Regions from separate parts of the Mus musculus genome. Here all the other regions are linked to region 1. Evidence: chromatin contacts called from public Hi-C data. All regions are on one chromosome and are shown on one strand. Each heading gives the region's core, a stretch centred on a gene start, on an enhancer-like site or on the middle of the called end of the contact. The rest is flanking DNA. Distances are from core to core; before and after follow the strand shown. Region 1 overlaps Slc25a24 (solute carrier family 25 (mitochondrial carrier, phosphate carrier), member 24). Region 2 overlaps Vav3 (vav 3 oncogene). Region 3 overlaps Vav3 (vav 3 oncogene). Region 4 overlaps Vav3 (vav 3 oncogene). Region 5 overlaps Vav3 (vav 3 oncogene). Region 6 overlaps Vav3 (vav 3 oncogene).

Region 1 (4,218 bases), core at 408-2,907:
TCTGGGCAGAATACATACATCTGGGCAGAATGCCCATACACATAAAATAAAAACATTCTTAGGCAGCCACTATGTTCTTCTAGGACATATGCCAGTGCTTATATAAGCTAAACTTCAGAGCCATCCTTGTTAGACACTCTGCCCATTGTGGGATGGAGGAAACATGAGATCTCAGAGGTCACATGAAGTTTAGGAACCAAGGCACTGGCTGTTAAGCTCTATTGTGCTTCATCTCCTCTTTTTCATCAAGGAAATGTTAATTTTACCCCCTGAGTTTCTACATATGCAAAATGAAGCCGAACCACCTGCTTTTCAGGCTGCTGTGAATATTAAATGGGTCCCTGTCACGTGCACAAATGGATATCCTTTCTTTTCTCTTCTCTCCTCATGACCAGCCCAATGCCTGTAAGTAGCCAACTCTGCCTGGAAACCCAGGTCTTTTCTGCTAACCTTAGATCTAGAATCACTTTTGAAATTACATTCTTGTCACCAAAACTCTAGACTTGAGAAATCCTCTGCTTTCTCAAGTCATAAGATCAAAGAAAACATGAGTAATTTAATGAGAACCCTATAATAGCAGTGAAGGGTTTTTAATTGAACATTTAAAGTCACGGAATACCAAAGACTAATATTTCATTACATACAAGTACTAACGATTTACGGTTTAGTGTGACAGCACCAAATACTTAGACATGAGACTAATCTGAGGGGTAATGGTAGAATAATATTTCCTAAGATATAAAGGGAGCATAAGGCACGCTGCTCACCTGCATCATGACCTTGAGGCGATCCAAAGGAGCGGTGCTCGTTCTAGAGACGGCGCCCGCCACACCTCCTGCCAGGAGCTGCCTCCACCACTGTCCTGATTTTTTCTCATCTTCTGTGAATTCATCTGGAATAGTTAAACTATCCCCTATGTCAATTCCCTGGTGGAATGGAAAGAGATCCCACAGTTCTTCAGTCGCAAACAGATAAGCCCAGAACTTTCTTTTTGTGTCGGAGCTGTTACTGTTAGGAGCGAGCCCACATAATTGTTTTTGCAACTTAATTATTTAAATGCTGTGGTGGGTATAACTAGGTCACAGAGCACTTTCCTAACATGTTCCAGATCCTAGCACCACACATATAAAATGACCTTGTCATAAACTTTATGGGCAAGAATGAAAGGTAATAAACCAAGCTGGTAGTAACTCTCTCTTCTTCCATTTGTTCCCAATAAAATGAATTTATGATTATAACATCAAATGTTAACAACTATCCCCAAAGATATAATACAAAGTTCACAGTATAAAATGTATAGTCATAATTGATTTTATGATGTTCTGTGTAAACGTAGACATTGTTACTGGTGACAGTGTGAACTCTCAGAGTATTAAGTGGGAGTCAAAGACACTTCCCTCCAAGTATAGAGAACAAATCCACAGGTTGAGGGGTGGGAGAGCCTGCAGAAGGTCCCCAGAGGCTTCAAGAAACAGACTGTGTGACAAACCTAATTTATACCAATATATTTTGCCAGAATGCTAATGAAAGAATCACAATAAAAAATTTGTGAAGTATAAACTGGCAGGAAATGCCAACCACATGAGTCAAAGTTATTCCCTAGCATTCAGTGAGTAATGCAATACCTTATGTCGGCAATGAGTCAAGGCAGCCTAAATAAGCAAAGGTTCAGGGACCCGAGGCCATAACATCTTTAGCTATCTGGATGCACAGGAATGACTTTGGTAATGTGTGTCATCGGACTACCAGACTTCCCCATAGCAGAAGCAGCACATGCTAATGAGAGCCAGACAGCTTGTTCATCAAGATAGGACTTCCTCCAAGTTTTGAGAAAAGCTGTATTTATACTACCTTGCGGGGGGGGGGGGGGGGAGCTTTAAAGATATTCTATAATCCTGTGCCTAACAGAATAAACAGAACTGTAGAAATCAAATAGATCCCGGTACTCTCTTGAGACTTGGCCACCCTTCCCAAGGTGTTTTGATGCTCTTGGGTGGTAACTACTGTGAACCAGAGCTCCATTAAGGATAAGCAACTGTGAAGACTAACAGCCTGATCAGAACTTCAGTGATGTGGAAAGCTTGCAGTGCTACAAGTCTAGAGCCAACCTATCTTAACTGTCTTCATTCCCCTTAATATGTATTTACTGCCCACCTCTGTGTGTAGCCTAACATGCAAGTCTAGAGCCAGCCTATCTTAACTGTCTTCATTCCCCTTAATATGTATTTACTGCCCACCTCTGTGTGTAGCCTAGCATCCTTGTGGCTATTACATAAACCCTTTGGAAGACATGAATGACCCCTAGATTCCACCAACACAAGGGCTAAGAGCATCATCACACAACATCTGAGGTCCATAGTAGAAATTTCCCTACTTTGCTGTAAGCCATCTATCTGATGTTTCTACCAATGTATTTGAAAAGTGTCCTGAGTTATGATTTTGCTTGCCCCGTTACTATTTAAAACAAAACAAAACAAAACAAAACAAAACCTCATGGAACTATTTCCATGTTGGGACATTGAATTTAGGGCAACCTGAATCTATGTTACCAGGCTAGGGTCCCTCATTTCAAAACAGAATAAACTCTGTTTGTCTCCCTTGAGGTGTGTTTCCTGCATCAGCACTATGCCTGTGGCTTGGAGCTACAGATCCATAAAGCAGACTTACAGTAGAGTGTTTCCAGAAACGGATAATTTCCTCAATGTCTGTCACAGGGTTAAATAAAAAGTAATCCCTCCATTCATTCCAGTCCACGGTCATCGTCCCATCAGAGTCGATGCTGAAAGTTTAAACAGATGATTAAAGAACAAGATAAATGAATGATAAACTCGCAGAGCCAACATTATTGCCTACTTTACAGAATGAACATCTGCTTTCCAACTTAACACTCGTACTGAACTAAAACAAAACAAAACAAAACAAGACAAACAAACAAAAAAAAAACCCTTGGCAGGTTTAAGAGGTTCAGTGACAGGGCATTTGGTTAGCGGGCATGTAGGCCCTGGATTCCATCTTCAAGAAAAATATACTACTTGCAATTATACATTGCTGAAAATAGAATCTATGGATTATGGTCTTTTCCAGTCACTTTCACTATTTGGAGAAAAGTAGATCCAAATACTACAGAGAGATCCCACTGCAGATTGCCTTTAGGGTTCTGTCAAACTCAAAGTCACTCGGCTGAAGGACACAAAAACTGGACAACGAAATGTTGAGAGGTGAAAATGAATGGGCTCAGGGTCCTTTTCCCCTCGTCACCAGTGCAGGATTATTGCTTAACACCCTATGCTTGCAACATGTGGGTATAATTTTGAAATAGATTCAAAATACACTATCAATTTTCTACTCCAATTTTTAGCAATGAAAGAAAATTAGCATACTGAGCATGGTGGCACCTATCTTTAATCCCAGCAAAAATTGGGAGGCAGAGGCAGGTGGATCTCTGAGTTCAAGACTAGCCTGGTCTACAGAGTGAGTTCCAGTACAACCAGGGGTACAGAGAAATCCTGTCTCAAAAAAAAAATAGATAGATGATAGATAGATAGATAGATAGATAGATAGATAGATAGATAGATAGATAGATAGATAGATAGAGAAAATTAGCAGTGAGTCTAAAGAATTTAATTCTAAATGACTGATGTTTTGAGTTTTGAGAAATCTGCATTTTCAATTCTAAACATATCATGCTGTCATCTTACAGGTGTAAGTGGTAACAAACTCTGGGGTGTTTTTGTTGTTGTTGTCGTTGTCGTTGTTTTAATAAACTTCATGACAGAAAGTCCATTCTATGAGATTTTCCTATAGACAATGAGAAGTCATACCAGACATACTCAAGGAGCTTGGTTAGGTATTGAGCTAAAGTGTCTGGGGAAAACTCTTTTGGTGTTTCCTCACAGTTTGCTCAATAATTTATATGACAGCGACACACGCAGGTGGCATACAAAAATGCAATTTTCAGATACTTATTATTGTGTTTTCCCTGCTGTTTTCTGTTTTGATGTGCTTACGTATAAAATTGTAGTTCAGCCTTTACTTGTCCCAAAGCAAAGGCGTCAACGCTCCGCATCTGCTGAGAACCCTGCTCGCTGCTTGCGCTTAAAATGAATTCTGGGTTGCAGTATTAGCAGCTTTGATTTCATCAGCATTTTCTGTTTCTTGTGCAATGATTTAGCATCTCACCCCAACTTCTCTTTCATGAGCATGCTCTATTGGGAAATG
Region 2 (3,961 bases), core at 181-2,680, 310 kb before region 1:
TGTGGATACAGGAGGAAAGGACTGAGGAAGACAGTGGACATTGACCTCTGGTCTCTGCACATTCTCTCTCTCTCTCTCTCTCTCTCTCTCTCTCTCTCTCTCTCTCTCTCTCTCTCTCTCTCAGTAGAAACCAAAACATATATTTCTCTTTTGGTTAATCATCACCCAGCAAGAACCCATCTGAAGTCTAACATTAACAGGACAAAGGGCTGTGGATGTGACCCATTAATTGGTCCTTGCACAAGCTAGACAAGAACACTAAATACAATCTTCAACATAGGGGTGGGGTCTCAGCCTCTTAAGAACTAGAAAGAGGGTCAGGAAAAAAAAACATAAAAATAAAGGAATTGAAAACACTTGATGAATTAAAAACTAGGAAGAAAAAGGCCACTGAATTCTAAACCCAAGTGCATATCATAAACACTTAAATATCAAAACGTCATCCGATATGGCAACTGTGGTGGTATGAAGATTTCAAGGAGAAACAAACTAAACCCAAGAAAAGGCAGCAAGTGGACATTAATAAAGAACAGGAATGACTTCTGATTCATAAGGCAATCATATTTACCCTCCTCAGCTGATGTCGAAGGGAATTCAAGTCAAAAGTGATCCAAAGGTCACTGACTCCTCGACTATCTTAATGGATAATCTTCAAAATGGGATGCATGGTGAAAACTGGGCTTTCGAGAGAGTACCCTGGCAGCAACCAGCATGGCTGATCCAAGAGGTGAAAGCACCATTTGTAAGAGCAGACAATGATTACTGAGAAGTTTCAAAACCTAAGTATTGATGCTCTAAACTGGTATGATGGTCCCATTCATAGAAAGGAAGCTGTCTAATTTAAGAGTATCTTCATATTACAGTGTATGTTATTCCAGATGATGAATGCAAGAGAGAGTTCCAAAGATTCTGGACCCAAGGAATAAAAAGTGCACCACAATTTTCCTTACATTTGGCATAAGAAGAAATAGCATTCTACTGAAATAAGTGGTAATGGAAGCTTGGTTGGATGCTCCAGTGTCTATCTTTTGCATGTATGCTGTGTGACATGACCAGTTTTGTCTGCATGGGAAAACCCCTATCTTAGAATTGGGAGCCCATCATCCACTCTAACATAGAGCTGCCCATCACTTGCATCTCAGCCTTCACCTCATCCTAGGGCTTGCACACATGACCTATGTTGTGCCACAGGCACCCCACTCCTAGATGCCCACTTAGAAGCTTGTGAAATGAGGAAAAAGGTGTGTTTGTACTCTCACCATAACGATTAACAACATCTCAAGTAAGGGCTCCATGGCAGTGGCTGAAGTCCAGGGCCCTGTCTCAAAGACAGCGTGCCTGGCAGCTCACATGACCAGACAAGCTCCAGGGGCCCCTGCACGCACTGTTCCTGCCTGCCAGGCACCATGGCCCTGGCAGTGACTCAAGGAGTGACTCAGATCCCATTCTTTGACTTACAGCTAGAAATCTGGATTCCTCAAGACATGGATAAGAACAACTTGTAATCCCTCATCAAAACACTTGCTTGAAGATGGGAAATTTGTAATAGAATTCTGCACTATCTACCATCTCTTTATGCTATTAGGAATCTGGAAACAGTATCTCCAAATTCCGGGTCTTGTCAGTAGCCCTCTTAGACCCTTATCTCTTTGCCTAACATAGAAGTAGAATGTTATATCAACAAAAAAAAAAAAAAAAAAAAAAAGAACACAGGTTTTAGAATCTTGTGACTGGGCACTAGAAGAATGACTTCAACATTTCATACTTGAGTGATCTGGGTAAGTTACTTAGCTTATCTGAGCCCATTTCTAACATATGATTTTGAGATATTTAAGCCGATCCTGGGGAAATTGTGAAGTCAAATGAAATCATTGGTGCAAAAATCTTCACCTAGTGTCAAATATGCCTATTGCCAAATATACTCAAGCAAGTATGCATTGGCTTCCTAATTGATAACACTGATAAACACAGGCCATTTGCAGCCTTACATAACCTCAGCCTGGTCCAGTCCTGTTTAGAGTCTTCTTGCTGACCATGATTCTTCCAAGCCCCTGGCACTGTCAAGTGTGTCACTAATAAGTGTCATTTGGGTGCCAGATGGGCCTGCCTGTAGGTGCTTCTTTGGGCTGAATGCTTTTCTTTTAGCTCGATCTTTTGCTTGTTATGAGTCATTGGAACCTTAGCCTGGCACCTCAAGTTTTGACAGTAATATATTCTTGTAGATAATTTGTAAAGTATAGAGAATGCAAGGCAGAGGCAATAACACACACTTTTGACAGCTAAAAGCATCCAAAGGGATGTCTATTCAAACACTCTAATGCCCCAAATGAGCAAAATGAAGTGGAAAGGTACAAAGACAGCCCCCACCCACCTACATCACTATTTCCTATGCCAACCAGGCTGTCACTCAGGACTCACAGATGCTGGCTGCCATCACTCAAGCCACAGTCCTGGCTCTACCCTGAGCCTCATGACTCTAGTATAGCACCTACATGTCCAAAGACTGAAGTGCTACCAGACCCTAGTCTCCAAAGCATGTTCCTCCTGTGACAAGCATCAAATTTTAAGAAGCAAAAGAGCTTTGAGGATGTCCTATGGGATCCTTCCAAGGAAAGGTTCCAGTCCCTCCCTCTAAGAAGCTTACTACTCAATGGGGAGAATAAAGACTGACAGAGTCACGGGAAGCTCCAAAAGGATCCTGGAGTGAGGTACAACTCCAACCACTGCAGCAGAAAGCACTGAAGCCTTTCAGGGATGGTAACGTGTGCATTGGGCATAAAGGGTCATGAAGTTTTCCAAAGAGAGAGAGAGAAGCGTTCCAAAGCACAAAGGCAGGTACATAGAAGAAGCATGGTGCAGACTGGTGCATAGCATGTCTCGCTGGGGACAGAGAGTGGTTATCAGCCATAACAAAGCCCATGTGGCAAAAAGGAAGAAAAGATAAGACACAACACTGAATTAGCAGATTACAGGTAGATTAGGAAAGTCTACCAAGCTGTGTTAAGAAGGGAAAGCTTTTCCCTCTGTAGTATGGGGAGCCATCAAAAGTGCAAAGAGAAAGGAAAACAGCTGAGTTTAGAAATGACTAAGTGGAAGGAAGACAGGAGGGGTCAGAGAGGCCAGTTAAGTGATCTCTGCAATGGCCAGAAAGCAAAACAGGACCATCAGAATGCAGATGTGAAGACAAGGAAGGAGAGAACTTCTGGAGTGGCCATCAGACCATCAGAGGGCACTGGTAATCAGACATGACCATATCTCTAAGAGCTGGGAACACAGATACCTCTGGAGCTGTTCTGAGTCGAAAACGAAGATGACAAAGAATAAAAGAGTCTATCTGTTAACAAGTGTCTTCCAGGGGGAGCAGTCCATTCTCCACGCACCAGTTCATCTTGCAACTAAGACTCAGCAGACCAGTGCCCCATGGGCTATCCCCAAAAGCTCTGCATGCCGATTTACACAGGCAATAAATTCAGAAAAACACCAGAGGGCACAATAATCACTAAATGGCACATGGGAACTCTCAATTAGACCAACCCTTCCGATCTGGTTTCCTCCTGGGCTGAGTTCAGGGGTAAGAAGGAGGACACACTCCTCTGTACCATGTGATAGAAACCAGTCTAAACCAGTGACAGTCTTCTAGATTTGAGGTCAAACCCAAAGGCCGCTGCCCTACTCAAAGAGAATCTCTCTAGAATGCAGCTTCACTCTCTCTCTGGCCAAAGTCTCCCCTTCAGTCCAGTGGAAGTGTGCCCAGAATGTTCTAACAGGAAATGCCAAGAGTGCTTTCTGCAGTAGCTACCTGAGAAACACATGGATCCAAGTTTTTAAACAAAGAAAAGGTGAAGAGGTAAGAAAAGGCAGACAGCTAATAAACTATAATTATTATATGGTAGTATTATCTGGAATGTATAAATATGAACTTAAATGATATGTATGGATCTCTGGGATTTAACCACAAAAA
Region 3 (3,890 bases), core at 1,279-3,778, 260 kb before region 1:
TTTGCTAGACCAAGGGGCCTCTCTTACAATGATGGCAGACTAGTTCATCTTCTGCTACAAATGCAGCTAGAGACACAAGCTCTGGGGTTACTGGTTAGTTCATATTGTTGTTCCACCTATAGGGTTGCAGACCCCTTCAGCTCCTTGGGTACTTTCTCTAGCTCCTCCATGGGGGGCCCTGTGTTCCATCCAATAGCTGACTGTGAGCATCCAATAAATGTAGTTTATTACATGTCAATCATTCCAGAATAACTTCGTGAACTTAATCTCCTGGTGGCCGGTGTGACCCTATAATCCCAACTCACATGGGAAATAGGAGTATCAGGAGTTCAGGGTTATCCTCAGCTATGCAGTGAGCTCAGGGTTAGCCTGAGCTACCTGAGACCATCTCAAAACAAAACAACAAAAACTTAATCTCCAATATGTGAGTACTATATTGATAAGTGAGTAATTATTGCTTCTTTGTTTTCATGTGTTTCCAAAGCACTGACTGTCAATATTGCATCTTGTTTTGGTTTTTAGTATTTATAAACTTGGAAAATCTCCTCTTGCTTTTTCTGCATCCAGATTCGTCATGGACTTAACTTGAGTTTTACCCTTTACAGGAAGCATTTGGAGGCTTAAATATTTCAGGAGGGGTTAAAACCACAAGGGAAGCATCGTAAAGGCTTTGAAAGGCAAACAGCAGCCAATCAGGGGATGCAGCGACTGCTGTCACTTTAAAGATTCATGAGACCTTTACTACACAGCATCACTCTGCATGTTGCTCCTCCACACAGAATCACTTATTTACAGATTAAAAGCCTTGCATTCTGCCAAGACAGGCAATAATTACTCTCTGGGGGATTATGCAATTGCTCTCTTGCAGTATTTTTTAACATAATTAAGTGAGGAGAGACTCATAGCTCACCAAGGAACAAAGCACAGTTGCAAATACCACCCTCTGAAGATGTCTCACCAAACCCACATTTTCCCCATGTGTAGGAAAAACTTGCAGCAGGTCTCTACCAAAACGCTTTGATCATGAAGTCAGAAAGGCAAGAAGCATCATTCAAAGTCGAAACAGTTGAAAACAGTCACGAAGCCTGAAAATCAGGCTTTGAATTTACTGGAGCCAATATTAACCTTCCTTAACCTTCGCAAGTTCAATTCTATTCCGATCCACAAGTGTTTGCTGGATCCCAACAAAGTCACTCGTGTGCTCTTGCTTTTCCAGCAATTCACTAGCCTGATTACTCTGTTTAATACCTGGTTTTAGCCAACTGTTTTTGAATGCCTGCAATATCATAGATACTGGAAAAGCTAAAAGGCTCTGCTTTAAGCGTTTCTAGTAATACTCCTGGGAGATCTTCATAGTGCTTCAAAATTTGGCTGAAAGCACTAGGCTCTGCATGCACTCTGGACTCCCAAGTGTTCTGCTGTGGGCAAAAACAGGAGCAGAGTGGAGGGACAGAGGAAGGGGGCTGTGGCATCATTATGGAGGTCCCAAACACAGCTGAGCCCACCAGACACCCTGCTCCTTCACGTATTCACTCCTTTGATTCTATTCAGTTTCCAGTTTAAGAAATCCAGCACAAAGGCTGAAAGAATAATATACCTACACCGTGTACTTCCACCTATTCCACACTCACAACAGCTCTGTGTGTGCTTTCGTGTGCATGGCCGTTACCGCAAAAAACATTCTGTCTGTGCTGTGAAAAGGAGGGTGCAGACAGGGGTATTCCCTCCTAAATCACTCAGCATGTGTCTCTTAGAGGTTAGAATGTTCCCCTGTGTACCAATAACATCAGGACACATAAAAAAACCACTTCTCATATTATTTTCAGACTTGATTTTAAAGAGAATTAGCAATTAATGCCTATTAGCTATTCAAATTTCTACCATTCCAACCTCAATCTCTTTTTATAACGTTTTCACCCAAGCTAAGATCTACTCCAGTGGTTTCCAAAGCAATTTATTTTTAATTTTTTTCAAAAACAATTTTATTAGATATTTTATTCATTTACATTTCAAATGCTATCCCAAAAGTTCCCTATACCCTCGCCATTCCATGCTCGCCAGCCCACCCACTCCCACTTCCTGGCCCTGGCATTCCCCTGTACTGGGGCATATAATCTTCGCAAGGCCAAGGGCCTCTCCTCTCATTGATGTTCCACAAGGCCATTCTCTGCTACATATGCAGCTAGAGATATGAGCTCTGGGGTTACTGGTTAGTTCATATTGTTGTTCCTCCTATAGGGTTGCAGACCCCTTCAACTACTTGAGTAATTTCTTTACCTCCTCCATTGGGGGCCCTGTGTTCCATCCAATAGGTGACTGTGAGCATCCACTTCTGTATTTGCCAAGCAGGGGCATAGCCTCAAAAGAGATAGCTACATCAAGGTGCTGTCAGCAAAATCTTGCTGGCATATGCAGTAGTGTTTGGGTTTGGTGGCTGTTTATGGGATGGATCCCTGGGTAGGGCAGTCTCTTGATGGTCCTTCATTCCGTCTCAGCTCCACACATTGTCTATGTAACTCCTTCCATGGGTATTTTGTGCCCAGTCATAGGAGGAACAAATTATCCACACTTTGGACTTCCTTCTTCTTGAGTTTCATGTGTTTTGTGAATTGTATCTTGGGTATTCTAACTTTCTGAGCTAATATCCACTTATCAGTGAGTGCATATCAAGTGACTTCTTTTGTGATTGGGTTACCTCACTCAGGATGATATCCTCAGATCCATCCATTTGCCTAAGAATATCATAAATTCATTGTTTTTAATAGCTGCTTAGTACTCCATTCTGTAAATGTACTACATTTTCTGTATCCATTCTTCTGTTGAAGGACAGCTGGGTTCTTTCCAGCTTATGGCTATTATAAATAAGGCTATTATGAACATAGTGGAGCTTGTGTTCTTATTACAAGTTGGAATATCTTCTGGGTATATGCCCAGGAGAGGTATTGCAGGATCCTCCAGTAGTACTATGTTAAATTTTCTGAGGAACCACCAGACTGATTTCCAGAGTGGTTGTACCAGCTTGCAATCCCAACAGCAATGGAGGAGTGTTCCTCTTTCACCACATCCTCAACAGCATCTGCTGTCACCTGAATTTTTGATCTTAGCAATTCTGACTGGTGTGAGGTGGAATCTCAGGGTTGTTTTGATTTGCATTTCCCTGATGATTAAGGATGTTGAACATTTTTCAGGTGCTTCTCAGACATTTGGTATTCCTCAGTTGAAAATTCTTAGCCGGGCGGTGGTGGTGCATGCCTTTAATGCCAGCACTTGGGAGGCAGAGGCAGGCAGATTTATGAGTTCGAGGCCAGCCTGGTCTACAAAGTGAGTTCCAGGACACCCAGGGCTATACAGAGAAACACTGTCTCAGAAAGAAAGAAAGAAAGAAAGGAAGGAAGGAAGGAAGGAAGGAAGGAAGGAAGGAAGGAAGGAAGGAAGGAAGGAAGGAAAAAAAGAAAAAAAGAAAAGAAAAAGAAAATTCTTTGTTTAGCTCTGTACCTCATTTTTAATAGGGTTATTTGATTTTCTGGAGTCCAGATTCTTGAGTTATTTGTGTATATTGGATATTAGTCCCCTATCTGATTTAGGATTGGTGAAGATCCTTTCCCAATCTGTTGGTGGCCTTTTTGTCTTATTGACAGTGTCTTTTGCCTTACAAAAGCTTTGCAATTTTATGAGGTCCCATTTGTTAATTCTCAATCTTACAGCACAAGCCAATGCTGTTCTGTTCAGGAATTTTCCCCTGTGCCCATATCTTTGAGGCTTTTCTCCACTTTCTCCTCTATAAGTTTCAGTGTCTCTGGTTTTATGTGGAGTTCCTTGATCCACTTAGACTTGGGCTTTGTACAAGGAGATAAGAGTGGATAAATTTGAATTCTTCTACAGGATAACTG
Region 4 (4,040 bases), core at 682-3,181, 280 kb before region 1:
AAGCCAAAAAACCTTCAGTTACTCTGGGGTAGTGTTGGGATACTGATTTATAGCATGTCCCTTTCATTATTAGATTTCATAGTAATTTTCCTGAAAGAATATTCATCTGAAAAACTGTACTTACTATCTCACAGTCAATAAATTCAAATATGATCTTGCTTCTTTTCCAGAACATAGACTTATGTTTTGGGAAATGCATTAGAAGTCATTTTACTGAAGAGTCCTTGCTAAAGCTTGGCAAACTTAAGAAGGAGACTTCAAGTTACCTCTGCCCTGAGTCTGGCCTTCCATACACGTTTTTTATTACTCTACCCAATCCATGCCCAACACCAAAACATCAAAATATCAAAAGCCTGAACTATACTAACAATGGTAGCATTTTCTACCTCCCTGTCCCCTAATATATGCATTCTATAGTGACCATCTTGGCTCAGACAGATTACAAATGGGCACTGGAAATGATTTGGTACATGGCTGATAAGGTGCCTACTAACTCCTAAGTAGCAATTATTATCCATATTCTCTCTTCACAGAAAAACAGGCCAAGGGTAGCAAGGAAAAACCTATATCCAGAATCACCTACCACAGTTCTGATAAAATCATCTGTGTACACACACACACACACACACACACACACACACACACACACACTCACATAGATGCACACATGCATGCATGCACACAGGCACTCACACGTCCATGGGCACTACTCTAGACTGTAATACATCAATTCTATCCTAACAGTTTCTGACTTCACCATGAACTGACAAGTCCTTTCTTTGCTCCTCACACACTGTCTTGATTTGTCAGGGTGGCTCATGCTGAAAGGGCATTCTAACTAGCACTGAGGTGAGCTAGACAAGGCTCTGTAATCAACAATGGATCCCTACAAAGATGCAGGTGCTTTGGGTGGAAAACAAGTGACTCAACAGCCTCCCCTCATCAAGACTCCACACATCTGCAGAGGCTGCCCAGCACTGTTGCCTGAAGTTGTCGGGTACACGCTTCATCCTGGAACACGCCTCCTGTATTGATCCCCAGCAGGCAAGGACATCTGTACATTTCTATCCCCGCCATCACCGCTACACTCCTGTAGATGCAAATATGTCTTTAAGAGATGAGTGGATATAGAAAACATGCACGTGGGCATCACAGCCAAAGGACTCAAAGCTTAGAGCTCTGCATGGTTGCTGCTGGCAAGAGACCAGCTACTGAGAGCCATTTGCCTGGAGTTCACCAATTATCCTTGTGAATTGGTCACCCATCATATGCAATAACGTATTAGACTCACCAAATGTCCTGTGTAACTTGGATAAGCTGCAGCTTAGCTGTAAATCAGTGTGATGGGGTCAAAGATCTCTCAGCACAGCTGAGATGGAATACGGTCAGTGCAGCAGGAGGGAGGCTCACAGTAAGAATGTGAAGGCTTGCTACAGCCTTGCAAATACTGACAAATATTCCTTCACCCACTCTGATCATAGAAAAAGCAAGTCACTTGAAAAGAAATAAGACCAATATTTCTAAGTACACTACAGGGACCCAAGCTCCTGCCGAATACTAAATAAGAAAGTAAAAATAAAAACATCAGTCTACAGAAAAGTTTAAAATGGGAACTTTTACTTAAAATCTGCTAAAGGAAAATATCTATTGGGTTGCTGAATATATTTACAGTAAGTGAATGCAAATGCCCTTGGTGTCCCCCATCAATTTTAAGCTGCTGTCAGGTGCACCTGTTCCTGCCCCACTGTTTCCCCTTCCCTAAGCCCTGCTCCTCTCCAGTCATCTAGGAGTGACCCTTCCCTCTTCTGACTCCATTTCTCTGATCACAATCGATTCCTAATCACCCAGAAGCTCTCTAGCCATGCATGACTCGTGTCTTCGCTCTCAAAGCTCTGCACTGTTTTTCTACCACAGTTCCTCATCTTCATACCGGTTCTTCCTGCTGCTGGTGTGACCACAGCTTCCCACAGCCTCCTCTCACTGACACAGTGCTTGACTCCAGCATGGAGATCACGAATTACAGCTCACACCTGCTAAAAGCGCTCATCAAACCCCACGGTGCACACCCAAAAGGCCCTGAGTCTTACCCATTTGCTCAATTTCTGCTGGACCTCAAGACCTAGCTCATTTAGCTATATCTTATGCTTGATCGGCAAGGATAATCTGTGATACTACAACATTTTAAGGGGATGGATCCCTTTTCTGTTCCTTTCTGTAGGACATTCCCTCTAATCAGAGGTAGCCTTTCACTTTTGCTTGGAAATAAGGCAGTACATGATTAACATCTCTGAGATCAGATATACAGTGTCTCAGCTTCTTGTTCCAATGCCCCCTAGCTATGAGTTTTATATTTCTGACCATCATACTCCTCAGTCATAAAGTGGGGATAATGCTAACATAATAAGGCTGTTGTGGGGAAAGAAAATGACTACAAAGGACATAAAATAAGGTTATTCCTTTTGGTCAGTACCAGCATCCTTCCTGCCCTTTATAGACTCAGTAAAAGGGTACCACTCAAGGACTATTCCTTCATCATATGGGAGATGGGGCAGCAGATCCCCTACCCCTGTGTTCCTACTCAGAGAACCTTTTCTGTTGCTTAGCGTAGCACTGAGCATGCTATACCATATTCATTTGTTTCAATACTTATATCCTGTGTGATGCAATGCATTTCTTGAAAAGAAACCAAAAAGCAGCTCTGTCCTAAAGGCCTCTTCAAGAGAGCATACACTACACAAGAACAACCAAGAGCCACAGTGAAACTCAAGTCATCAAAGAACAAGAAATACAATGTCCAGCTATTGGTTTTTTGATGAGTACACGTAAGTTAGGAATCACAAGTTATGTGTATGCATGTATTTATAAACATGTAGTTCAGTATACTGCTGTTACACGAGACATATACCAACAAACAGATTTCTGAGTACACAGTATCTTAGTTAGGGCTTCTATTGCTGAGACAAAACACCATGAACAAAATGCAAGTTGGGAAAAAAGGTCCATTTGGCTTACATTTCCACATTGCTGTTCTTCACCAAAGGAAGTCAGGACAGGAACTCAAACAGGGCAGGAACCTGAAGGCAAGAGCTGATGCAGAGGCCATGGAGGGGTGCTGTTTCCTGCCTTGCTTCCCCTGGCTTCCTCAGCCTGCTTTCTTATGGAACTCAGGACCACCTGCTCAGGGAAGGCACCTCCCACAATGAGCAGAGACTGTCCCCATTAATCATCAATTTTTTTAAAAAACTGCCTTGCAGCTAGATTTCATGGAGGCATTTCCTTAACTAAGACTCCATTCTCTCTGATGACTCTTAACTTGTGTCAAGTTGACACACAAAACCATGGATATTTGAAATTCAATAGAATATTTTTTAAAAATCTATCCAAAAGATTTGCTATTTATTCAATGGAAGAACTTAAAAGTAAAAGTCACACTTAAACCCTCAAACCACATTTCCAGTTCTGCAAAGGACATTCTCAGTGGGTGGGCTAACAGGAGGTACAGTATCAAAGAGACATCCTACATTTGTTCCTTCCCTCTTTGGAATACCTTTCTCTCTCCCAAGTATGGGCACAGGAGATGTCTTTATGCCTTCTGGGAGCTTAAAGTTCTAAGACTGCCACAACCCCTGAAGGTGAAGCAGCCCCAGGTGAAACAGAAAAGTTGAAGCATGGGCACTCTGGAAGAGAATTACATAACCAACAAGCCACCAAAGCAAAGCAGTCCATGCAGAATGCCAATATGCCCTTGCCAAGAAGTGGCTGCTTGCCCATCCGAAGATAGTTTAGGATTGGAAAAAAAAACACACACACAAAAAACAAAAAACAAAACAAAACAAAAAAACTGAGGTCAATTTGGAGAACTAGCTTTGCTCCAGGGGACTCCAGGGGACTCCAGGGGACTACTGAATCAGAATCAGAATCTAATTGAAATTTCCTGGGGGATTTATTGAATAGGTAAATTGGAAGTGCAGTAATAAGAGCAATACTCTTTTCCTTCTCTTCTCTCAGGTCTTAGCATTTATTTCAGAGCCTTTCCTTCC
Region 5 (4,443 bases), core at 542-3,041, 360 kb before region 1:
ACTGCTTGTCAGAAATATTTTAAATTTTATGTCATTGTCCTCAGATGAGCCAGCATCGGAAGGGATTTCCATTAGAAAGCATGCAAGTGCACTAGTAAGGAGAAAAATTACAAACTGATATCTCGAGACACCAGACAAGTGCTCCAAAATATGTTAAAAGTTAAAAAAAAATCTCTAAAATTTTTATCCACATATAGTACCAAAAATAGAGCTTCCTAATTTGTAAAAAAAAAAAAAAAAACTTTGTAGAATTACACGTAGTCTTGAACTCTAAAATACAAAACAACAGAAGGGGGAGAAGCAGGGTAAGGAAAGAGTTCAAAAACACATCATTGTATTTCTTAGTTTTTGAGTCTGCACAAAATCTTACAAGGACCCAAAGAGTCTGACTCTTGATCTGAACCTTCTAAATTCTTCAGTCGGTGCTTCAAGACATCAAAGAAACAAAACAAATTATTATCTTATTTTGGACCTGTTTTTAGCTCCGCAAAGCCTTGAAAGCTGATTGCCTGAGTTGCCCCTTATTATTTTTTCATAAAATCCAATTTGATTAAGTTGCTTTGAGTTTAGGTCTCATGAATGTTTTAATGCATTTTTAAGAAATAATCAGGGTTTGAATTTTTCTGATTTCTCAGTAGAACCAAAATAGAAATGACGAATAATTGCATGGCTACAGTTCAAGAAATTTAATATACAAGATGTACGAAGCACAGAAGACTCAAAATTCTATTTCACGTACAGGTAGTAGATCTTTTTAAAATGACATTCCACAAGCATCAGCCGGGTTCGCAGACTAATACAATGAGACATTTCTTTGGAGCAGAACTAATGAGCCTCCTGGTATAGCTATCAAATTAAATTTATAAGACTCTCCACCCTCATTAGAGGACTAACCGTGGAAACCATAAACTTTGTGTGTTATAGTAAGCATCCCCTCACAATAGATGCCGTCTTAGTACATCTCGTGCACTGAAAAAGCAATACAGCCCATGATACAATATTCTCTTAATTATTGTGATAAGGCGGACAGTCTAATGAGGGTAATCTGAGCACACTCAGGTTCATTGACTCGCTAGCGAATGATTATCGCTAACTCCAAAACATGCCATAGAAGGCACGTTTTTACTAGTATCTGTTTCATTCATTAGTTTTTTTTTTTTTCCTATCCTTTATGAAGAACACAAAATGTCTTCTTAGTAAAGACAGAATTATTTTATTTATTTGTTTTTTATTTATTTATTTTTGCTAAAAGGAAAATAAAACACCTAGCTGTCCTGGCCATTTCACACTTAGCTCTAATTATAATATGGAGACTCTGCATGAGGCTGCCGCCCGTCGGTGTTCTGTGGGGTGAGCAAATGCATGGTAGCATTTGCGCTGTTAATGTACAGACCTGAAGGAGGAGGTGATACTTCAGCACGCGCTGCATTGGAACGACCAGCAAATCGCGCAGAGTAAACTTCCCGTTATTGGCTCTTTTTGAACATTCCTAAGGCAATGGAGTTTTAAACTTTCGTTAGTTTACTCGAAGGAAGTCAGAAAACACTACAAAAATGCAAAGCCCAAAAGTAAAATCCTTACAAGTATCTTTGCTCCTTTCCACAGCAACACTTCTAGTAGCTTCAGGTTTTTTAAAAAGCATGTCTTATAGTATTTCAAACCATAAGATGAATCAAGCAGAATTACGACTGAAGATTGGCTTTATAGCACATCCTCCAATCCCTCCCAAGTTTTCCTTTAGAGTTCTCCTCCCACATTCCCCCAGGGTTATGAATCAGACAGCTCGGGGCCTGACTCATTAAAGTCATGTGGGTTCATCCAGCCTCATGCTCTGGCCACATCAATTCTCTCCAAACACAACACCATAGCCTTCCCAAAGCATTCTACTGGGCTTGAGGGAGAATTCCAGTCAACATCATTTTCTTTACCTCTTCTTCCTTCCCTCCCTTCTTGCCTTGTTCGGTCTGTGTCTAAGTATGCTTTGTGCCCACTTAATTATCATTGAAAAGAATATCTGCCCCAATATAACCTTCTGAACTAAAGGCATGTCCCTTAAACCTCTTAAAAAACAGACAACCTTCTATTTGCTTATAAATACTTACCTAACTAAATCAAATGGAATATTTGGCTGAATATGTGAAAATATAAACCGGTTACCACAATTAATATTTTAAACCTTCATATTTTATACACTTTATCTTCTTTTTAAAAGGTACTGTAAGCTGGGTATGGTGGTGCATGTCTATAATTCTAGCACCCAAGTAATTTGAGGTGGGAAGACTCATCTTTAATCCTGATCTTTTGAGGTGGTAAGGCCCACCTCTAATCTAGGCTACCCCTTATGGCGAAAGCCTATAGAAAACTTTTGTTCTTTCTCTGATTGTCTTGTCTTACTGACTACTCCATTCCTTCACTGGACTTAGAGCCTACTTTGGGATTTGAGTGTATAGTGAAGACCAACTGAGGCATCTATCTCCACGGATATAACAACTACTGGGTTCTTGGACTTTCCATTGGTGGACAGCTACTGTTAGACTAGCTGGATGACCATCTGTCCACCACTTTAATAATCCCCTTTCTATACAGGTTTCTAGGTAGGTTCTAGAGAACCCTAACTAATAAAGATTTTAGTACCATGAGTGTGATATAGATTCATTCTATCAATTCAGTTTCTCTAAAGAACCCTGACTGAAACATGCAAACAGTGTTAATCCAAAAGATGCCAAAATGTCAAGGAACATTGCTAGATAGAAACCTCATGAGTTCAATATTCTTTTTTATTTTTTTTACGTATTTTCCTCAATTACATTTCCAATGCTATCCCAAAAGTCCCCCATACCCTCCTCCCCCACTTCCCTACCCACCTATTCCCATTTTTTTGGCCCTGGCGTTCCCCTGTACTGGGGCATATAAAGTTTGCATGTCCAATGGGCCTCTCTTTCCTCTGATGGCCGACTAGGCCATCTTTTGATACATATGCAGCTAGAGTCAAGAGCTCCGGGGTACTGGTTAGTTCATAATGTTGTTCCACCTATAGGGTTGCAGATCCCTTTAGCTCCTTGGGTACTTTCTCTAGCTCCTCCATTGGGAGCCCTGTGATCCATCCATTAGCTGACTGTGAGCATCCACTTCTGTGTTTGCTAGGCCCCGGCATAGTCTCACAAGAGACAGCTACATCTGGGTCCTTTCAGCAAAATCTTGCTAGTGTATGCAATGGTGTCAGCGTTTGGATGCTGATTATGGGGTGGATCCCTGGATATGGCAGTCTCTACATGGTCCATCCTTTCATCTCAGCTCCAAACTTTGTCTCTGTAACTTCTTCCATGGGTGTTTTGTTCCCACTTCTAAGGAGGGGCATAGTGTCCACACTTCAGTCTTCATTTTTCTTGAGTTTCATGTGTTTAGGAAATTGTATCTTATATCTTGGGTATCCTAAGTTTTGGGCTAATATCCACTTATCAGTGAGTACATATTGTGTGAGTTCCTTTGTGAATGTGTTACCTCACTCAGGATGATGTTCTCCAGGTCCATCCATTTGGCTAGGAATTTCATAAATTCATTCTTTTTAATAGCCAGAAGCTGGAAAGAACCCAGATGCCCCTCAACAGAGGAATGGATACAGGAAATGTGGTACATTTACACAATGGAGTTCAATATTCTTAAGCAACTGCATGTGTCAGACCAAAGGCTTCTTCGGTAAAGAGAGTTCCTTAAGATAATATTCGGGCCATGAATTTGTTCCTTTGTCTATTCTTAGCTTTTCTAACACATTCAAAGGCATTATCAGATTAATAATTCTAATGACCATGATGATGTCATGAGTATGTTTGACTACAGGTCTAGAGGAAAATGAGCTAGAATCAAACATGCTGATGAGTTATGTGTGTCTTAATTACAAGTTCACTGGGAAGCTAGCTGATTCAATAGCGTTCCTGTATGTACATGGGTGAACATGTGTGTGGATGCCAGAAGACAAGTGCAAGTGTTGATTTGCTATAACATTCATCTTGTTTTTTGGGTCTCTCACTGGTGTGGCACTGAGCCAGTAGACTACAGCAGATGGCCAGCAAACCCCAGGGGTAGATGGGATCTTCCCACCTTCACTTCCCAGAGGTACGAGGATAATCATGAACCCTCGCTTTGCATCCGGCTGTCTTATGTCGGTTCTGGAGATTGAGCTGAGGTCCCCATGCTTGCATAGCAATCTCTGTAATGATTGTGCTACCTCCCCAGTCTGTGAGTTCAACTGATGTCCTGCAGCCGCAGATTATAGGGCATTCCAGACCATGAGTCTCAACTAGGAGATTAAATTATCACTACAATGACTGGGTCTTTTCTCTCCATTGCATTGTAACCTCCTTGGGATCGCAGAATTCTTGAACTCTGCAGTCCACTGGAATGTAGGCCATCCTGGCTCATTTAAAGTTATTGTGGGGGAAATCA
Region 6 (4,502 bases), core at 592-3,091, 340 kb before region 1:
TGAAGAAAATACCTAATAAAATTAAAAAAAAAAAAAAACTCATACATTGTATTTCCATGGCTGACCTGGCCTGGCTCTAGGCACTCAGTCATCACCGTTTCTGTCACGTTTTGGGCCACACAGATATCACATATTTCCACAGCTCAGCAGGCATCACTGAGCAGCAAAATGGTTGAGCGTGCCAGTTCTTAGCCTGATCACGCAAGATCAAATCCGGGTTTCACATTCATTAGCCAGCTAATTCTAAGCAACTGCCTAAACTCGCTAGTGTTGGCTTCTTCCTCTAGATAGGTCTTCAAAGAATAGCTAATGATCATTAGATTATTGTAAGGATGAAATAACACAGTACATGTGAAATAAATGGTTCAAAGGTAGCAATTCTTTATAATCACTAAAAGAAATTGCTTAGTGCTTTCAAGAACTTTTCTGCTCTAAATTACTTTCGATTATGTATTTCAGTACCTAAGTCCAAGCGTGCTCTGCTGACAGTTTTAGCATCTGTATTTAGTAATCTCACTCCTCTTTCATTTCAATCGTTTGGCAGAAACTCACTGAGGAAACCATCTAGATCCAGAATTCATTTTCTCATTAACTGCATTTTTTTAATGATAAACATGATGGCTCAAACTCTCAAAATCAAGCGCAGCAAAGGAGGATCTGCTATGTGATTCTTTTTGAGTAAGAACGGCAATGGGGGAAGATGCATCTGTCTGGATTGAGGTAGTGTCCTCTAAAAAGCCTCAGCCCCAGGACAGAAGCGTGAGCAAGGATCTCCATCCCTCAAATGAGCCTCTGCGGGGTACCAGTCCCATAAATGGGGTCTCCAAACTCCTGGCTCAGGAGGGAGCCCATTGGGAGCCTTGTTCACTCAGGTGAACCCACCTCTATAAAACATAAATAAGAACAGCTAATTAACTTCCGCGTTAAGTTATTGGCGGGGGTGGGGTGAGAATGTCCATCAAATGTTTGTGAAGTTTTATTATAGAAAATAAAATTAACTACATGGGAAATTGTAATTACATATTGACTATAAATAGCAATCTCCTGTGAATTCTTGGATTCTTGAAAATTGTGAAAAGAATAGGCGTGGCATGGTAGCATTAAAAAAAATGAAGTAGAGTAGACACACATCAGTCGGTTCTGTCTAAACACTCCACAGTGCACAGTTAGCTCAAAACAGCATGTTCTACATGACATGTATATAGACTTGTTAACTTAAAAATAAACCAAACACGGCTTCATCATTTTTAACAAGAGCATAAGGACAGAGGGGATGCTTTTAATGGTTCCTAGGGGTAAAGTGAAGCAAGCGACCTGGAGACCAGGGGAGCAAAGCTAGTGGCTCCAAAACTCTGCGGTTTAACCCTAACCTCCTGCTGAAACACTAGGAAATAAAAATTACTGATATTTGAAGATGCCAAAATTATGTGTTTCTAAGTGAAAAGTCTAGTTTTTTAAAAACATCTGGAATAAGTAGTCCTCAGACCTCTGGCTAAAGTAGGGTTTGAGACACACACCATTGGGATGAGTCAGTGCTACAGAACCCCAGAGAACACCCTGCTTCTGGTTGTGTTGTATGCTGTGGTCTTAGGCCCTCTTAGCAAGAAAAACAACACAGCAATAAAATATTATTCCTGCTACTTTAATGTGCATCTTAATGGCAATTTATTTTGTTCTTTGGAGATAATTGTATGACAACTGTTGATTTACAAAATACTTCACTTTCTGTCTTTGATCTGTCAACACTGAGAATAACTACAGTCTTTCCCCGCCCATGTCCCTTTCCCCCTGGAGCTGGAAAACCCAGATGACAGAAATCATACAGCTTGACTTGTCATGTAAACATGCACCACTAGAGGGAGCCAAACGATAGTCTATTACCTTAGGTCTGCTTTAAGCATTACCTTTAATCATGCTTTGAAAATTTGGTTTAAGCAACTCCTATGATTTAATGGTGGTCATTTATTATATTCAATACTAGAAGATAATACAGCTAAATTCATGGGACAGAAGGGTGGGAAGACTGCATGGTGATCTTACAATGAGTAGCTGCAAGACCCTTCACTTTTATGTCTGTTCTCTTCATCATTCTAATACTAATACTAAATTTAGTCAAAACAAATAAAGGCTGCTTGGTCAATGTGGTATTTTTAGAACAACATCTATTCTATAAAGACGATGTTTACAGACTGTGAACAGACAAAGACACAGATCAATGCCAGATCCTCAAATCCCCTCTATGAATTCCCTGCCCTTCTGAAGCATACAGACAAGAATATTTATAAAATAAAATAAAACAACAACAACAAAAAAAATACCGAAAGACACTAAAAAGCCTATGTTCCATGAAATATGTTGATTTTTAAATGGATACTTCAAAACAAGAGATTGTGGACGTCAGTTTCCAGAAAGGTGGGTAAGGCAGTAAGGACTTAGCAACAGCGAGCTACTGTGACTCCCCGTCCTGACCAACCTTTCCTGCCCACATCCTCTATCCCCACGGGAAAGGAAACACGTGTGTAAAGAAGTCAAGATTTTATTTGGGCTGACATTAATTAGACCTACTGTGTGAGGAAGGTGAGAGAAGTAGGCACGGCTTCTCATTACCACTTTAAACTGGAGATTGCATCCCAGAAGCAACAGGGTCAGTGAGAACATAGGCGAGCAGAGAACAGGGCTAATGAATGGCATTAGTGAAAGGGTGAACAGAGGGGACAGGAAGCCATGGGGAGCAGACAATAGCCAAAAGTCAGTCACACAGGGATTTTCTCAATGGTCCAAGAGTGCTCTGAGACAGCCACGGTGAGACCATAAGAGGTGAGATGTCCTTGGGCGCCCTGGCTGACCACCATGCGGGCTCAGGAGGGACAGCAGGCTCAGACTAGGTAATGAAGGAGTGTCCACTCAGATGCACAACTGGAAACCAGAGATCAAAGCACCAGGCAGCTCTGCTCAAGTGTCACCAGAGTTCCACAAGGCAGCTGGAGCCCAAGGTGCCTTCTCTCTGTGTTCTGCTCCCATCCCAACCTGAATCTCATGTGTCCTCTCTTAGACGGTGGCTATAGTCCTGTCCTGGCACTTATCAGTTCTATAACATTTTCAAAATCAGTTTCTAATTTTTTTTTCTCAAAAGAACTCAAGGTTGTTTTTTTTTAAGCTAATCAGTTGTAAAGGAGTATAGATTATGAAGTAGGATCCTGCCTCAAAAATAGAGAGGACTATTATAAAGCTGTTTTTAAAACCTTTCTAAGATTTTTCTAAAGTGTGCAGGGTCATGCTTTGTCACTAGCCATCAATCACAGCCGTGCCATCATGCATAAATGCACTTTATTCATCTTAATGCCGTGTGACACTCCAGCATACATCAAGAGTCTAGTGATTTTGCCATTATCCCCATGAGTAAGTAGCTATGACGCTCTGATACCAAGTCAGCACTCAGCATCCTCACCAAACGCACACTCAGTTACATGCGGGTTCTGTTGCCGGAAGGATGGTAAAGTGGGTACCTGTCCAGGAGAGAAAGAAAGAGGGGCGTTCTTTAAACTGCTTACATGAACTTAGACACTCTTGTGAGAACGCAGCCAGGCATTCCACTGATAATGACTTTGCTTTCCAGCAATAAAGAACAGTCAGGACAGGTGACCCAAACTGCTTTCTCCTGCTTTGATTCTCATAAGAGTCACTGGACATAAACTATTCTGCTGGCCCCGTGAGTGAAAGAGGAATATTTGCCCTACAAACATCACTGTGAAGATCCTGGATTACACAGGCAAGAATGTGTAAAGGGCTAGCCTAGCACAAGTAATGAAGACGTTAATAAGGGCCTCATGTGAAAAGTTAACAGTAGGGAAAGAGGTGCCCAGATTCTCAACCCTAAAGCCAGCAAAACAGCAGATGAGGTCCCTGCCCCTTCTTCTGTTTGACAACGACTCTTCATTGGCCAGAGCTACTTGACCAGTCAGTTTGTCACTTTAATAACTATTACACGAAGCAAAATGCAATACTGAATAGAGACAAGCTCCAATTTTTAAACTATTCTCTTCAGGAGATAGCACTCTTTACTTACTGGCACATTAGTGTCACTGTTGTAACTTGCAACTGAAGCAACAAGCCATTTCTGCAGGAGCAACTGACGAAGCTCTTGGATGGTCTTGAGTTAAGAGAGACATAGTAATCTAGAATACAAATAGCTAAAAGAAACCATGGGGTCCAACATGCATAGCAACCAAAAACAAGTACTATTTGTGAATGTACCTTCCTGATTTTTCTAAAGTATTCTCTCTCTGATCTAATAGCTGGTTTGAATAAGAATTCCTGGAGCAGTGACTTTTGCAGAGGGGTTAGCTATGCAGGGGCAATCAGGGATTTCAGGTTTGGTCCATGAGTGCAAAATTAACTTAGTGGCTTACAAGGGCTATAGAGTGTCAAAGCCCCACAGCTCAAGTGAGCAGCTGTGGCCTGAGACCCAGGTGTGGCATCAAGGCCCCTGCAGGCTCAGAGCG

The links. A called contact is a pair of places that touch in the nucleus more often than the background predicts.
Region 2: a Hi-C map of bone marrow-derived macrophages shows a contact between it and region 1, with 27 read pairs. The contact joins two enhancer-like sites. A contact is called at or near these places in 1 of 15 datasets of contacts at CTCF or cohesin (the NIH/3T3 cell line), 7 of 484 Hi-C or Micro-C datasets (CD8 T cells, bone marrow-derived macrophages, conventional dendritic cells and 2 more), 5 of 115 datasets of contacts at active chromatin or transcription factors (CD8 T cells, acute myeloid leukemia, embryonic fibroblasts and 2 more) and 1 of 9 other capture datasets (embryonic stem cells).
Region 3: a contact with region 1 is called in a Hi-C map of bone marrow-derived macrophages, with 26 read pairs. The contact joins two enhancer-like sites. A contact is called at or near these places in 1 of 15 datasets of contacts at CTCF or cohesin (the NIH/3T3 cell line), 4 of 484 Hi-C or Micro-C datasets (bone marrow-derived macrophages, cerebral cortex, cortical neurons and 1 more), 1 of 115 datasets of contacts at active chromatin or transcription factors (fibro-adipogenic progenitors) and 1 of 9 other capture datasets (embryonic stem cells).
Region 4: a contact with region 1 is called in a Hi-C map of bone marrow-derived macrophages, with 32 read pairs. The contact joins two enhancer-like sites. A contact is called at or near these places in 3 of 484 Hi-C or Micro-C datasets (bone marrow-derived macrophages, conventional type 1 dendritic cells and cortical neurons), 5 of 115 datasets of contacts at active chromatin or transcription factors (CD8 T cells, acute myeloid leukemia, cardiomyocytes and 2 more) and 1 of 9 other capture datasets (embryonic stem cells).
Region 5: a Hi-C map of bone marrow-derived macrophages shows a contact between it and region 1, with 18 read pairs. The contact joins two enhancer-like sites. A contact is called at or near these places in 2 of 484 Hi-C or Micro-C datasets (bone marrow-derived macrophages and embryonic retina) and 1 of 115 datasets of contacts at active chromatin or transcription factors (fibro-adipogenic progenitors).
Region 6: a contact with region 1 is called in a Hi-C map of bone marrow-derived macrophages, with 38 read pairs. The contact joins two enhancer-like sites. A contact is called at or near these places in 2 of 15 datasets of contacts at CTCF or cohesin (CD8 T cells and large pre-B cells), 59 of 484 Hi-C or Micro-C datasets (B cells, the C2C12 cell line, CD4 T cells and 37 more), 12 of 115 datasets of contacts at active chromatin or transcription factors (CD8 T cells, the NIH/3T3 cell line, Th17 cells and 9 more) and 3 of 9 other capture datasets (adipose tissue, embryonic stem cells and liver).

What each region holds. Positions count from the first base shown.
Region 1 is chr3:109,153,555-109,157,772 of GRCm38.p6, reverse strand. Slc25a24 (solute carrier family 25 (mitochondrial carrier, phosphate carrier), member 24) reads right to left here. Exons shown (of 10, transcript NM_172685.3): 4 at 2,668-2,779; 5 at 768-926. Among named protein-coding and RNA genes, the nearest start is that of Slc25a24, 33 kb to the right of the region's middle. Within about 2 kb of position 1,657, at least 64 of the 459 cell types and tissues checked have an H3K27ac peak or open chromatin away from gene starts, as enhancers often do. A contact at or near this core is called in the NIH/3T3 cell line, bone marrow-derived macrophages, embryonic fibroblasts and 1 more, where this site is marked.
Region 2 is chr3:109,467,095-109,471,055 of GRCm38.p6, reverse strand. The region is part of intron 2 of Vav3 (vav 3 oncogene); the gene reads right to left. Among named protein-coding and RNA genes, the nearest start is that of Vav3, 130 kb to the right of the region's middle. Within about 2 kb of position 1,430, at least 57 of the 459 cell types and tissues checked have an H3K27ac peak or open chromatin away from gene starts, as enhancers often do. A contact at or near this core is called in the NIH/3T3 cell line, bone marrow-derived macrophages and embryonic fibroblasts, where this site is marked.
Region 3 is chr3:109,418,154-109,422,043 of GRCm38.p6, reverse strand. All of the region lies in intron 1 of Vav3 (vav 3 oncogene), which reads right to left. Among named protein-coding and RNA genes, the nearest start is that of Vav3, 79 kb to the right of the region's middle. Within about 2 kb of position 2,528, at least 5 of the 459 cell types and tissues checked have an H3K27ac peak or open chromatin away from gene starts, as enhancers often do. A contact at or near this core is called in bone marrow-derived macrophages, where this site is marked.
Region 4 is chr3:109,437,367-109,441,406 of GRCm38.p6, reverse strand. The region is part of intron 2 of Vav3 (vav 3 oncogene); the gene reads right to left. Among named protein-coding and RNA genes, the nearest start is that of Vav3, 99 kb to the right of the region's middle. Within about 2 kb of position 1,931, at least 18 of the 459 cell types and tissues checked have an H3K27ac peak or open chromatin away from gene starts, as enhancers often do. A contact at or near this core is called in bone marrow-derived macrophages, where this site is marked.
Region 5 is chr3:109,513,034-109,517,476 of GRCm38.p6, reverse strand. It overlaps Vav3 (vav 3 oncogene), which reads right to left. Exons shown (of 27, transcript NM_020505.2): 10 at 1,394-1,489. Among named protein-coding and RNA genes, the nearest start is that of Vav3, 170 kb to the right of the region's middle. Within about 2 kb of position 1,791, at least 45 of the 459 cell types and tissues checked have an H3K27ac peak or open chromatin away from gene starts, as enhancers often do. A contact at or near this core is called in bone marrow-derived macrophages, where this site is marked.
Region 6 is chr3:109,489,115-109,493,616 of GRCm38.p6, reverse strand. All of the region lies in intron 2 of Vav3 (vav 3 oncogene), which reads right to left. Among named protein-coding and RNA genes, the nearest start is that of Vav3, 150 kb to the right of the region's middle. Within about 2 kb of position 1,841, at least 6 of the 459 cell types and tissues checked have an H3K27ac peak or open chromatin away from gene starts, as enhancers often do. A contact at or near this core is called in bone marrow-derived macrophages and neural stem cells, where this site is marked.